Linked DNA regions of Sus scrofa: regions 2 and 3 are each linked to region 1. A link is a contact called in public promoter capture Hi-C data. All regions are on one chromosome and are shown on one strand. Each heading gives the region's core, a stretch centred on a gene start, on an enhancer-like site or on the middle of the called end of the contact. The rest is flanking DNA. Distances are from core to core; before and after follow the strand shown. Region 1 holds the start of TBCD (tubulin folding cofactor D). Region 2 holds the start of FOXK2 (forkhead box protein K2). Region 3 holds the start of OGFOD3 (2-oxoglutarate and iron-dependent oxygenase domain-containing protein 3).

Evidence for each region. Promoter capture Hi-C pulls out the DNA fragments that hold promoters and counts their contacts.
Region 2: a contact with region 1 is called in a promoter capture Hi-C map of fetal liver, with 3 times the contacts expected there. The contact joins the promoter of FOXK2 here to the promoter of TBCD in region 1. A contact is called at or near these places in 2 of 5 promoter capture datasets (fetal liver and liver) and 1 of 2 datasets of contacts at active chromatin or transcription factors (alveolar macrophages).
Region 3: a promoter capture Hi-C map of liver shows a contact between it and region 1, with 2.3 times the contacts expected there. The contact joins the promoter of OGFOD3 here to the promoter of TBCD in region 1. A contact is called at or near these places in 1 of 5 promoter capture datasets (liver) and 1 of 47 Hi-C or Micro-C datasets (fetal liver).

The regions. Positions count from the first base shown.
Region 1 is chr12:447,448-451,391 of Sscrofa11.1, forward strand. It overlaps TBCD (tubulin folding cofactor D), which reads right to left and starts at 1,928. Exons shown (of 40, transcript NM_001244105.1): 1 at 1,721-1,928; 2 at 602-652. The coding sequence starts at 1,928. It overlaps FN3K (fructosamine-3-kinase), which reads right to left. Exons shown (of 6, transcript XM_003131131.5): 6 at 2,980-3,427. The coding sequence ends at 3,089.
Region 2 is chr12:613,949-617,966 of Sscrofa11.1, forward strand. It overlaps FOXK2 (forkhead box protein K2), which reads right to left and starts at 1,698. Exons shown (of 10, transcript XR_001304367.2): 1 at 1,271-1,698.
Region 3 is chr12:675,595-679,172 of Sscrofa11.1, forward strand. It overlaps OGFOD3 (2-oxoglutarate and iron-dependent oxygenase domain-containing protein 3), which reads left to right and starts at 1,552. Exons shown (of 9, transcript XM_003357915.5): 1 at 1,552-1,758; 2 at 3,518-3,578. The coding sequence starts at 1,685. It overlaps HEXDC (hexosaminidase D), which reads right to left and starts at 2,359. Exons shown (of 13, transcript XM_021066340.1): 1 at 2,139-2,359; 2 at 537-585. The coding sequence starts at 2,193.

The DNA of each region.
Region 1 (3,944 bases), core at 678-3,177:
TTCCTGACCCACTGCCACCCCCATGAAGGTCCCGGGTTCAACTGAAGGTCCTGTCTCGACCTTCCTCCTTCCCAAGTTCACCGCCAGGAGCACGTGTTCCTACTGCAGGTCAAGAGAAAGGGGAAAAAGCGTTATGGGGCAAAAAATAAAGAAAATAGTAAGACCCAAAAGAAACAAACCAGAAAGACCATTCCCTCTATGCTAAAGTCAAGGAAACCCAAGCCTCAGGGTCTCCACTTGTGAAATGCAGACGCCACAGAAGCACACAGTGAGATTCAAGACGATTACACAGCAAGGCACTTACCCACTTGCTCCTAGGTGACAACATGTGCCAGAGATGAACAGACCAAAACACACGTGATGAGCAAAAGAAACAGCAGCAAGGAAGCAAGTAACTCAAATACACCTGCCCGCAGCCAAGAGAACATGCGGAATGCCCACCACCATCACCAAGTCAGACCCGGGCACTTCATCCGTTTACCGCTGCTGGTGAGCACGCACGCACGCGCACACACACAGGTGCACACGCACACTGCATACCCCAAGGCCTTTGTGATCATCTGTAACTGATAAAATCGAAACCATCAGCCTCTATTCTTACCTAGGTGTGGGTCCAACAGGTGAGGCTGCTCCTGATATTTGTCCATTATGACTAAAGAGAAAAACAAGGTAAGATTAACATCACTGAGGCAGACAGACACAGGTGCTCTGGAAACACATGCTGACTCCCAGGGCAGCTCCCAAGAGTCCAGGCCACCCGAGGGAGCCCCCCCAGGGCCACTATGTCCTGGCCTCGCTCTCCACCTGCCCAGCACTCCTTCCTCCCTTTGCCCCTGCTGACAGCCAAGCCAGTTCTCCCCTCCGTGAAACACACACGCTGCCCTGCCTTCACTCTCCCAGTGCCCCACACACCAAGCAACTGCCCTCGGTGCCCTCGCACCACGGGCCTCCTTGACTCCACCGAGCCTGGGCTCACTCCTATCCGATGGGAGCAGTGCCTTCGCCTACGGCAGCAGTCTGGACCACGGTCAGTCCTCCTCTGACCGCTCCCCAGGCTGGGACAGCCCGTGGGCCCGCACGAGGTACCGCCGGTGCCAACCCCGGGGACAGCCGGAGACACAGACTCAGAGCAATCAAGCCACCAGCCCAGGTGGCAAGGGGCTGTCCCTCTCCCAGGTGAGAACTGTCATCACAAAGCCCGGAAAGCAGAAGGCGAAGAAATTGCTTTAGTGAAAGAGGCCCTCGAAGACGGTTTTACTGAATCACAAAACCCTGCTTAGCCACCTCAGCAGGGAATCCTAAGAAATCGTTCGGACGTTGTGGGTCGGCTCCAAGGCTCTGTCTACACCTGGAGAATCCAGACCGACCCTCAACCTCTGAGGCGCGGGTCGATCCGCCATCCCGACGGCGCTGCTCGGCCGGGCGGCGGGTCTGCGGCTAACGGCTCGGGCGGCGGCCCCACACCCGCTCGGCCTCGCCTCTCCCCTCCGGCTCCCGCGCAGCCCGCACCGCCGACTCGGAGGAACTGCGCTGCGCGACCGCCCCAGCGCCGGGGCACAGGGCGGGGCGGCCCACCCCTCGCTGCCCCACTGCGGGACGTGGGCCCGGAGGACCGGCGCCCCGGGTCCGCGCGCGCCGTCTCCGGGCGCAGAAAGGAGCGGGTCCGGCGCGGGCGCTCGGGGCACCTGCGCGCCCCCTCCCTCCCCCGACCCGCACGCACCCCGGAACCGCTCCAGGGCGCCCTCCCGAGCCGCGCGGTCGCCGAGCACCGCGGGCAGGCGGCCGAGCAGCTCCCGCGTCTCCGCGCTCTCTCCGAACGACTCGAGGGCGGCGCCGCGGGCCAGCGCCGCATCCTCCGCCGCATCCTCCGCCCGGTCCTCCGCCACGTCCGCCGGGGCGCCCGGGGCCAGCTCCTCGCTCAAGGCCATCCTCCGCGGCCGAAAGGCACCCGCGACCTCGCAGCTGGCTCCGCGGGGGCGCTGGGCGCGGGGCAGGGGCGTGAGGCGCGGAGCACCAGGCGTGAGGCGCGGGCGGCGAGGCGCGCTCCCAGCTGAGGCGGAGGAGGCGGCAACGACGCAGGCCCCGCCCCGCGACCTCCGACCTTGCGCGCAGGCCCCGCTACGGAGCGCGCCGGCCGCCAAAATAGTGCGGGGGGCGGCCAGGCCGGTGTGGGGGCGGGGCCCAGAGGACCGGACCTCAGACGGGCCGCGCCCCCTTCCCCGCGCACGCGCACTGCGTCCCTGCGTGGCCGCGGTCGCGTGTGTGTGTGTCTGTGTGTGTGTGTGTCTGTGTGTGTCTCTGTGTCTGTGTGTGGCGGCCTTCCAGCAAAGCCGTCTTCAGGCGCAGGTGCACGCCGCTAGGCAGTGCACTTTCCAGAGAAGAGGCCGTCGGGCGCTGGTGATGCCAGGAGCTAATTGGTGATCCGGGAGAAGTGAGAACGGTGCGGCTGCAGGCTTCAGAGATGCACTCTGGGTGTGCCCGGTGCCCCGCAGTCTCGCCCCTCCACGGTGACAGCCGGACACCCCGACCACCCCGGACACCCCAGACACCCCACCGCCCCAGGCACCCGTCAAGGCACACCCCCCACCAAGGCTCCCGCCCCCTCCACCCCCCTCCGTCCAGCAGAACACCAGCTGCGAATGGGGCGCGCGCGGGGGCGGGGGGGGGAGCTTCTTTCCAACCATCCACCTCAGTAAGGGTGGCCTAGGAGCCCCGCTCAGACCCCGGGATGCTGCGCTGGGCCAATCCTGTGGTCCCCAGTTCTCCCTAAGCCAGAAACAGGAATCCACAGAGAGACGCGACACCAACTTCCGCCTAAGCGAACCCCAAACCTGTGTGCATTTCTATACAACTGTCATGAAAGGACCCAACTCCACGTTCCGCAAGATGGATAGGCCATGAGCCTGTCCGAGACCTTTCAGGTGGTCTGGGCCCCCCTAAGTTAGCCCAGCTGCAAGGAGGACACAGGTGAAGCCGAGCACGCGGTTCCATCCCCGAGACCCCAAGGGCTTTATTGTCCTGAAGTCCCTCCGGCGCTGCGGCCCCAGCTTTGCGAGGCGCCTGAGCGGGGACGGGACGGAGCCGGCTGCTACTTGAGAAGCTTCCGCATGGTGCCCAGGGACGGGCTCCTGTACTGCCGCCCGAAGTGGTTCCAGTGGTTTAGGTAGTTAAAGAGCTGGTAGAGCAGCAGCCGCCTGTCAAACCCGGGAGCCTTGGGGACCTTCCGGTGGTAGGCGGTGAAGAAGGGCCTGGGAAAACCCCCGAACATCAAGGCAATGGCCAGTTCGAACTCAGAGTGGCCGTAGAAGGAGGCCGGGTCATACACGACGGGCCCCAAGTCGTCCTCCGCCACGTTTCCGGACCAGAGGTCCCCGTGAAGAAGGGCGGGGACAATCTCTAGGCCACAAAACAGATCCGGGATCTTCACCTAAGGAAATAATTATGGGACACAGAGTTACCCCGGGCCTGGCAACAAGGTATGTTCAGGGTCCGACCACCAAGCCCAGAGAAAAGGACCTCCGGCTCCAGGGGGATGTGATTTTGTCTCCGCGTGTACTAGGGATTTAGGTCCAGAAGTTCTACAGTGCTAATGATTTCCATCCAGGGAAGAACTTCAGAGGTGATGGCGTTATTGCCGTGTGCGATACGAGCCGTATCACCTGCGTGGCGTTCTGTTCTTCAGTAACTTAGCAAACGTTCTTGCTCTTCCTTCGTTTCACGGCACACTTGCACCAGCACCTCTTTTGTAGCCTGATTACTTCAATAGTGAGTTAAAATTCCATGAATGCGTGCTCAGCCTGAATTGATTTGCAAGTTCTGTCTTTTTGGGTTTTTGTGGGTTTTTTTTTTTTTTAACAAGAATTTAAGAGTTTGTTTTTCTTTCCTTTTTAGGGCCACGCCTGCAGCATATGGAAATTCCCAGGCCAGGGGTGGAATCGGAGCCA
Region 2 (4,018 bases), core at 448-2,947, 170 kb after region 1:
ACCTCTATTCCTCATCTCTTCTGTAAGGCTCACTCTACCCTCAGAAAACCAGAATTCTTCACCCTAGGAGAAAGGTCAACGTATTTCCATGTTTCAAATGTTAACACAAATGGTTTTCACTGAACGGTTATAAGAGGATTTTCTTTAAAAACCTCAAAACTCTCAGAGTAAAAATACAACACTCTTTCCGTGACGTCAAGTTATTTGTAAACAACAAACCGTCAAAAGACAGCTGTCGGGCCCCTACCATTGACTTTACATCTCTTACAGTGTAAACACACACGAACAGCTTTCTGGTTTGAAAAATCACATTCTTTAACTTGCTCCCATCATGGTTTCAGGAACTAGCTGGTGCAGCTTTGCAGGCTAAGCAGTAACACAGCACACATGTTCAACAGCCAAGGAACAGAGAAAAGCAACAGCTCTTATCAGCATCTCCAACAACTGAAAGCAATTAAAAATTCCAGTTTGTGGAGAAGGTTCTACTGGGAAAAATCTAGGAAGTCCCTTGAGGAGTAACTAGCATTTCCTAGAAAGTAAGTTTGTTTCTCAAGCAACCTAAATGATAACTTCACAAAACCACAGAACCAAGCTGAATCGCTTTGCAGCCAAACTGACAGTTCCTCATGAAGCTCGCTTAATTATACTCCACAAGACCTTAGAATAGTTTCTAATAATCAAGTGACTTTTTCAAAAAGTTATGTTCAAAGTACCCCATTTCCCCAAAATTTTCAAGTTCAGAGCACAGATTTAAAAATTCACCCCGTTTCAAGAGTTTTCAATTTTTAAGCTACGAAAAATACGATGAAAAAAAGAAGTCCTTGCAGCTTAAAAAAAACCCCAAAACTCTTGTAACAATACACTACTGAAAACACGCACAACAAAAAGGAAGTACCAGCCAGCCGGCCACCGGTCACCGCTCAGGAAGGTACAGATTGCAGTTCGGGGCCCCCCCACCAACCAGTCTAACGCCCCTGTTCCGCACGACCTACACGCTAGTTAAGAAAACTGCACACAAACTCCCGGAACGCACTGAACCCCAGACACCTCGGCCCACGTGGACACTGCCCGAGCCTCCCGCGCGGGGGCGGGGGCGGGGTCCCACGCAGGGAGGGGGCCGGGGCCCTGGGGCCGGGGTCGGGCGGGCGACCAACGCGGCCAGACGCCGCATCCGGTGCCGGCTGTGGGCAGGACGCACAAGGCCTGGGCCCGGGGTCGGGCTGGGTTCCGAGCGAGCCCGCCCGCCCGCGCCCCGGCCCGGCCCACTCACACGCGCGGCAGCTGCAGCGGCGGCGCCCCGCGCCTCTGGAACACGCCGTCCACGAACACGCCGTTCTTGCCGAGGCAGCGCAGGTAGAAGTCGCCGCCCGCGTCGGGCCCGGGCTGCGCCGACGGCTCCGGGGCCGCCCCGCCATGGCCGCCGCCGCCCGGGGGCGTGAAGATCTCGAGGTGGCGCCGAGAGATGAAGCTCGAGTGGCCCATGCTCACGTCCACCGAGCCCTGCGACGAGTTGCGCCCGATGGTCACCGAGCGCTTCTTCATCAGGTACTCGAACTCGCGGCCCTCGAGGCGCGCCACGGCCCAGCCGCCCGGCGGGGACCCGCCGCCCGCGCCCCCGCCGCCCCCGGCCCCGCCGCCCGCGGGAGGCCCGCCCGCGCCCGGGAGCGCCGCGGCCGCCGCCATGGGCCTGCGAGGGCCCGGGCCGCCTTCCGCCGCCGCCACGGAGCTGAGGGCCGAGCGAGGCCGCCGGCCGGCGAGCGACGAGCGGCGGCGAGGGGCGGGACACGCGCGGCGCGCCGCGGGCCGGCCCCGGGCCCGTGACTGACGGGCGGGCCAGCCTATGGGGGCGGCGCACGGCAGTGGGGCTACCGGCGGCGGCCAATGGCGAGGCACGCCGGCCGTGCGGCCGCACGTCGGCCGCGGCGCCCGACGCAGGCGCGGCTCCGGGCGGCCTCGAAAACCCGGGGCGGAGCGGGGCGGCCGCGGAGCCGCCGTGCGGACGCGCGGCTCGGGGAGGGGGGCGGGGCGGGATTCGGGCCGGGCCGGGCCGGGGGCGGGTCAAGGTCGGCGCAGGTGGTGGCGGCAGGGCTCCCCCAGCGCCCCAGCATGTTCGCACCCCGAGCCGAGCTTTGCCGCTGCTGTCACGCGTGCATCCTCGAGCGTGGCGGGAGCCGCGTGCTGCCAGCCGAGCGAAATCCAGGCACTTCTACAGTTGCAGTGTCTGAGGGACCCCATGATGCGTGTCGGCGGGGCGGCCGGGAGGGGCGCGGCGGGAGTCGGGAGGGGAGTAGGGAGGAGAGTGGGGAAAGTCTGCGGGGAAGGTCCGCCAGGTAGGTCCACGGGGGCGCGGGGAGGGAAGTGGGGAGGGTCCCCCGGAGGAGAATGGAGAAAGTCTGCACGGAGGGTCCGTGGGGAGGGTCCACGGGGGCTCGGGAAGTGTCCGTGGGGAGGAGCGTGGGGCCTCAGGGCGGCAGGCTGATCTGGCTCCTCTGACAGCCCGTCTGTGAGGGTTCTCCTTAAAAGGCCATTCTAAAGAAATGCGAATTAACTGGCCTTCCGAGTGCAACACCTACCTGTCTCATTTGCATGTATGTTTGCAGTTATACTACAAACGCCTAAGGGTTCACTCGGCTTTAAACCCTAAGTGTGGCAGAATGTCCTGGGCAGAACACAGGTAGTTTCGTTAAATACTCATTTATAGGAGTTTTTTTTGTGGCTCATCAGTAATGAACCGACTGGTACCCAGGTTCCATCCCTGGCTTCGCTCGGTGGGTTTAAGAACCCGGCATTACTATGAGCTGTGGTAGTAGGGCGAATGTGGCTGGGAGCCCAGGTTGCTTCCACCTGTGGCCCTAAAGAGACACCCCCCCCCAAAAAAAAAATATATATATATACATGGGAGAAATTTGAGGTGTTGTTGAGACAAGTACGGAAGTGGTGAGTGGGGAAACCTTTCATTCAACAACCAAACAGGAGTTCCCATCGTGGCTCAGCAGAAATGAATCTGACTAGCATCCATGAGGATGCAGGTTGGATCCCTGAGGTCTCCCAGTGGGTTAAGGATCCGGCATTGCCATGAGCTGTGATATCGGCCACCGATGAGCCTTGGATCTGGCATTGCTGTGGCTGCGGTGTAGGCCGGCAGCTGCAGCTCCAATTGGACCCCTAGCCTGGGAACCTCCATATGCCATGGGTTCGACCCTGAAAAGAAAAGAAAAGAAAAAAAAGGTCTCAAAAGAAAGCATCTAGATGGAATTAGAAACTGTCACACTAATTGTAGTCAGACTGTGAAAGACAAACATATGATTCACTTATATGTGGAATCTAAAAAAAGGACACAAGATTCCCACTGTGGCTCAGGGGGTTATGAACTCGACTGGTATTCATGCGGATGTGGGTTTGATCCCTGGCCTTGCTCAGTGGGTTGAGGTTCCAGCATTGCCACAAGCTGTGGTGTGTATCTCAGATGAGGCTCAGATCCTGCATTTCTGTGGCTGTGGCATAGGCTGGCAGCTGCAGCTACAATTCAACCCCTAGCCTGGGAACTTCCATATGCAGCATATGCATCCATAAGAAGAAAAAAATACATCCTAAAAAGAAAGAGCATCAGGGAGTTCCCATTGTGGCTCAGTGGAAACGAATCTGACTAGCAACCATGAGGACGCAGGTTTGATCCCTGGCATCCCTTAGTGGGTTAAGGATCCAGCGTTGCTGTGAGCTTTAGTGTGGGTCTCACGTGCAACCTGGATCTGGCGTTGCTGTGGCTGTGGTGCAGGCCAGTGGCTACAGCTCCAATTCAGTCCTTGGCCTGGGAACCTCCCTGTGCCGTGGGTGCAGCCCTAAAAACACACACGCACTAAAAAAAAGAAAGAGAGGATCTGGGAGTTCCCAGTGTGATGCAGCTGAGGCTCAGATCTGATCCCTGGCCCAGGAACTTCCACATGTCCTGGATGTAGCCAAGAAAAAAAATACTTCTCCTGAATTGAATTAGCATTACAACTATTGCTAACGTGAAGTG
Region 3 (3,578 bases), core at 302-2,801, 230 kb after region 1:
GGAACTCCAGTTTAATTAAAAAAAAAAAAATTTGCATTCAAGATAATCTCAATGAGAAAATTCTTAAGTCAACTAAATTATGAGCTGAGGACTGAATGAATTTAAGACAAAGCACTTTAAAAAGCTGCAACGTTTTGAGGATGAACTGTTTTACTTTTTAAAAAACCAAATCTATTTTCCAGGGAATCAAATTAAAAGGAAAACATGCGAGCTAAGAAGTTTTTTTTGGTTTTTTTTTTTTGTCTTTTTACGGTCACGCCCGGGGCATATGGAGGTTCCCAGGCTAGGAGGCTGATTCAGAGCTGTAGCTGCTGGCCTACGCCACAGCCATGGCAACGACGGATCCTTAACCCACTGAGCGAGGCCAGTGATTGAACCTGCGTCCTCATGGATACTAGTCAGTCGTTTTCGCTGAGCCGCAATGGGAACTCCCGAGCTGAGAAGTCTGCATGCCTGCCCTGTGAGCCTCCTCGGGTTCAGAGAGAAATCCTGTCATTCCTGCAGCCCCGGGGTAGCAATGAACGCAGACGTCTTACCTGCAGCAGATGCACTTGGAATTGTTTACCAGCGTGAGGTGCTGCAAACCTAGAGGAAGAGGGAGAAGTCAGTACTCCATCTTCTGTGTGTGTGGCTCCATTGCTTTGAGTCCCTCCTCCATGAGTTCTACAGAAATGAAACTATTTCAAAGACTTGTCAACTGTCACCCCTGTTCTTAGACGACCCGCTAGGCCCACAACTGTCCCTTCTAGGTAAGTTGCCATGAGATGGCGTCTGATTGCCCCAGTTTCAGGACTGCTGGGCTGATCTCTTTTCTTGTCCAATGAGTCTAAGAAGGTTTTCTTTTCCCCCTGTACCAGTAAACTACTCACCTTCTTCAGACTTAACCTTCATGAATGAACCTCCCTGCTAATTCCACTCTTTCAGAATTTTAGGTATCCTGACAGGGCTCCTTAAGAGCTTACGTCTTGCCCACTGGATGGAAGGTTCTCTAGGGAAATTGAAAGCTGTAAACAAAGCAGCAGGTGAATTCCTGCTGCGGTGAAGTGGGTTAAGAATCCCACTGAAGTGGCTCCAAGGCTTCGGGTTTGATTCCATGCCCTGTGCAGTGGGTTAAAAGGGTCCTGCTTGCTGCAGGTAGGTCGCAGCTGCAGCTCGGATTCAGTCCCTGACCTGGGAATCCCCATATGCCATAAAATTGGGTGCAGCCATAAAATTAAAAAACAAACACAAACCCAAAGCAGCAAGTCCTTAGAGATGCAGGTGTACAAAGCACCAAATGGGTACAGGGTCCTCAGATGCGGCACGGGCCCAGGGAGAGGGGCCTGGAAACCCTCCGGGAGAGGCCTGGAGACCCCTGGGGAGCTGGACCTGGACCGGAGACCCCGGGAGAGTGCGCACGGCAGGGCGAGGACACACTTCAGAGAAGGCTCAGAAGCTCGTCCGGTTCCGTGGAGCGGGCAGGTGTGCACTGCAGAGTGCGCGCCAGGTCGGCGTTCAGGTCCCCGCCCCGCACCGCTCGGCGCTCGGCCTCCGATTGCTCCGGCCTGACCAACAGGCCGGAGGTCGACAGCCGAGCGCGTCGCTCCGGGTCCGCGGCCGCGCCGGCCTCGCACTGCCTCTCGCGGCGCTCGTCCGGGCTCGTGGGGGATCCCGCGTTCCGCACAGCGCTGCGGCGGCCCGGCCAATGGCACCTCAGCGGAGGGGCGCGCCCAAGGGGCCCGAGGGCTGCGGGGCGGCGGAGCGCGGGCGCCCGAACAGGTACCGGGCAGCGGGGGGGAGCGCGCGGGCGGCCCGTGGGCGTGGCCAGGGCGGAGGGGCGGGGCCTTCCCGGCGGGTTGTGGGCGGGGCCTTCCCTGGGACGTCGCGGCGGCGTGGGTGTGGCCTTGCCGCCGGGGCGTGGCATGTCCTTGAGCGGACCGGGAGCCGAGAGGGGCGAGGCCTGGCCGGAGGGCGGGGGCTGCCCGTGGGGGGACCGTCCCTGACCGCTTTCCGCATGTGTATCGCGGGCTCCACGCCGCGCCTCCTGGACGGGGACAGCGGTCGTGAGGCCCCCCTCGTCTGGTCGCTGGGCTTTCCTTAGGGCTGTGCACACGAGGGTTCACCGATGGGTGGCCCGCTGAATGAATAAATGATCTCACCATAGCCTTGGAGAGGATTCTGCCGAAAGCTTTCAGAGCCAGGGCGTATCTTCATCCTTCCAGGATAAATCACCGCGTAGTCGTGCTTGCCCCAGGGGCCGTGGACCTTACTCCCAATTCCCTTCTGTTTTGGCAGAATTCTCAGGGTACAGCTTGAGCCCGCTAACCCTGAACAGGGCTGGGTTCTTGTTTTGAGGAGAGGCCCCACCCCCTCAGGGGGGTGTTGCATCCGAATCTGGCCCAGGAGGCTCTTCCCCCTCTCTTGTCTCCGCACCTCCCTCTCCAGGAGAACTGTAACACCCACAGCTTTGTACCTCTCCTTGGGGTTCCAGCCCTTGCCACTGAGATGGGGGGTGCCGTCCCTCTGCCTCCTTCGGAGTTCTTGGGAAAGAGAAGTGATGGGCCCGCTGGAGTTAGGTGTCCACCTTGTTCTAATAAGAGGAGGCCAGGTGGGCTGGAGGCTGGACGGCCGTTCCGTGGTGTGGGGATGGGGGAAGGGGTCTTCGGGAGCTGGGCATCCATGCTCCCCGTTTAAGAGGACCGGTATCTGTCCAGCATGGTCTGACTGAGCTGTGCGCCCCGTGGGACTCATTTAATTGGATTTCATGTGTTACTTATAGAGCAGTTAGAGGTGGGAGGGGCGTATAAAAATAGAAGGCAGCCTTCCTGCTTTTCAGGAATCGACCTTGCACTTGAAGGAACAAGGTGCACCTCCATAAAAGGATTCCCGGGTCGGCTTCTCATTTCTGCCCGTCTAAGCCCTACACATGTTTCTTGGGTAACAGAGCACACGAGTGCTCCGTGACACGAAGTGAGCACAGACACGCACGGTGTGCACCACACACACACACAGACACGCCCGCAACTTCCACGGGGCGGGGTGACTCCCGCAGTTAACCTGAGGGCACAGAAAGTGTCTTGGTGGCGAGTCATTCTGTCATACTTGTGTTCTCTTTCTGGCCGCCAGTGGTTTCGGTGAAACTGGTTTGACTCACATTTGACTTAGTTCGCATGGTGCGCGCACGCCGCTCCGGGACCCCACGCATGGGGCTGTATGGGGCCGTTTTTAGATGCAGGCAACCTGATTGGTGCCACAGACTGTGCAAGGACCCTCACACAGGTTCTCTGTGGGCCGGGCTGGGAGGGAGGGACACTGACGGGCATTTCACCTTGTTGCCCTCGGAGGTCACAGTGAACCCTGCCTCGTCATGGGGGTGCTGGGAAGTGCCCCTGGACGGACTGTGAGTGGCTCTGACCGTGGCCAGCATGGGGACACTTTAAGGCTGTGAGTGAGTGTGGCATGGCCTCTGGTGGTCGTGGTCTCCCCTTTCAGCCCCGGCAGGTGTGTCTGGGTGACCACAGCTGTCTTCTGTTCTCAGCACCAAGGGTGTCCGGGCACCGCGGGATGTGCGGAGGAAGTGGCTGCGAGTCGCCGTCCTG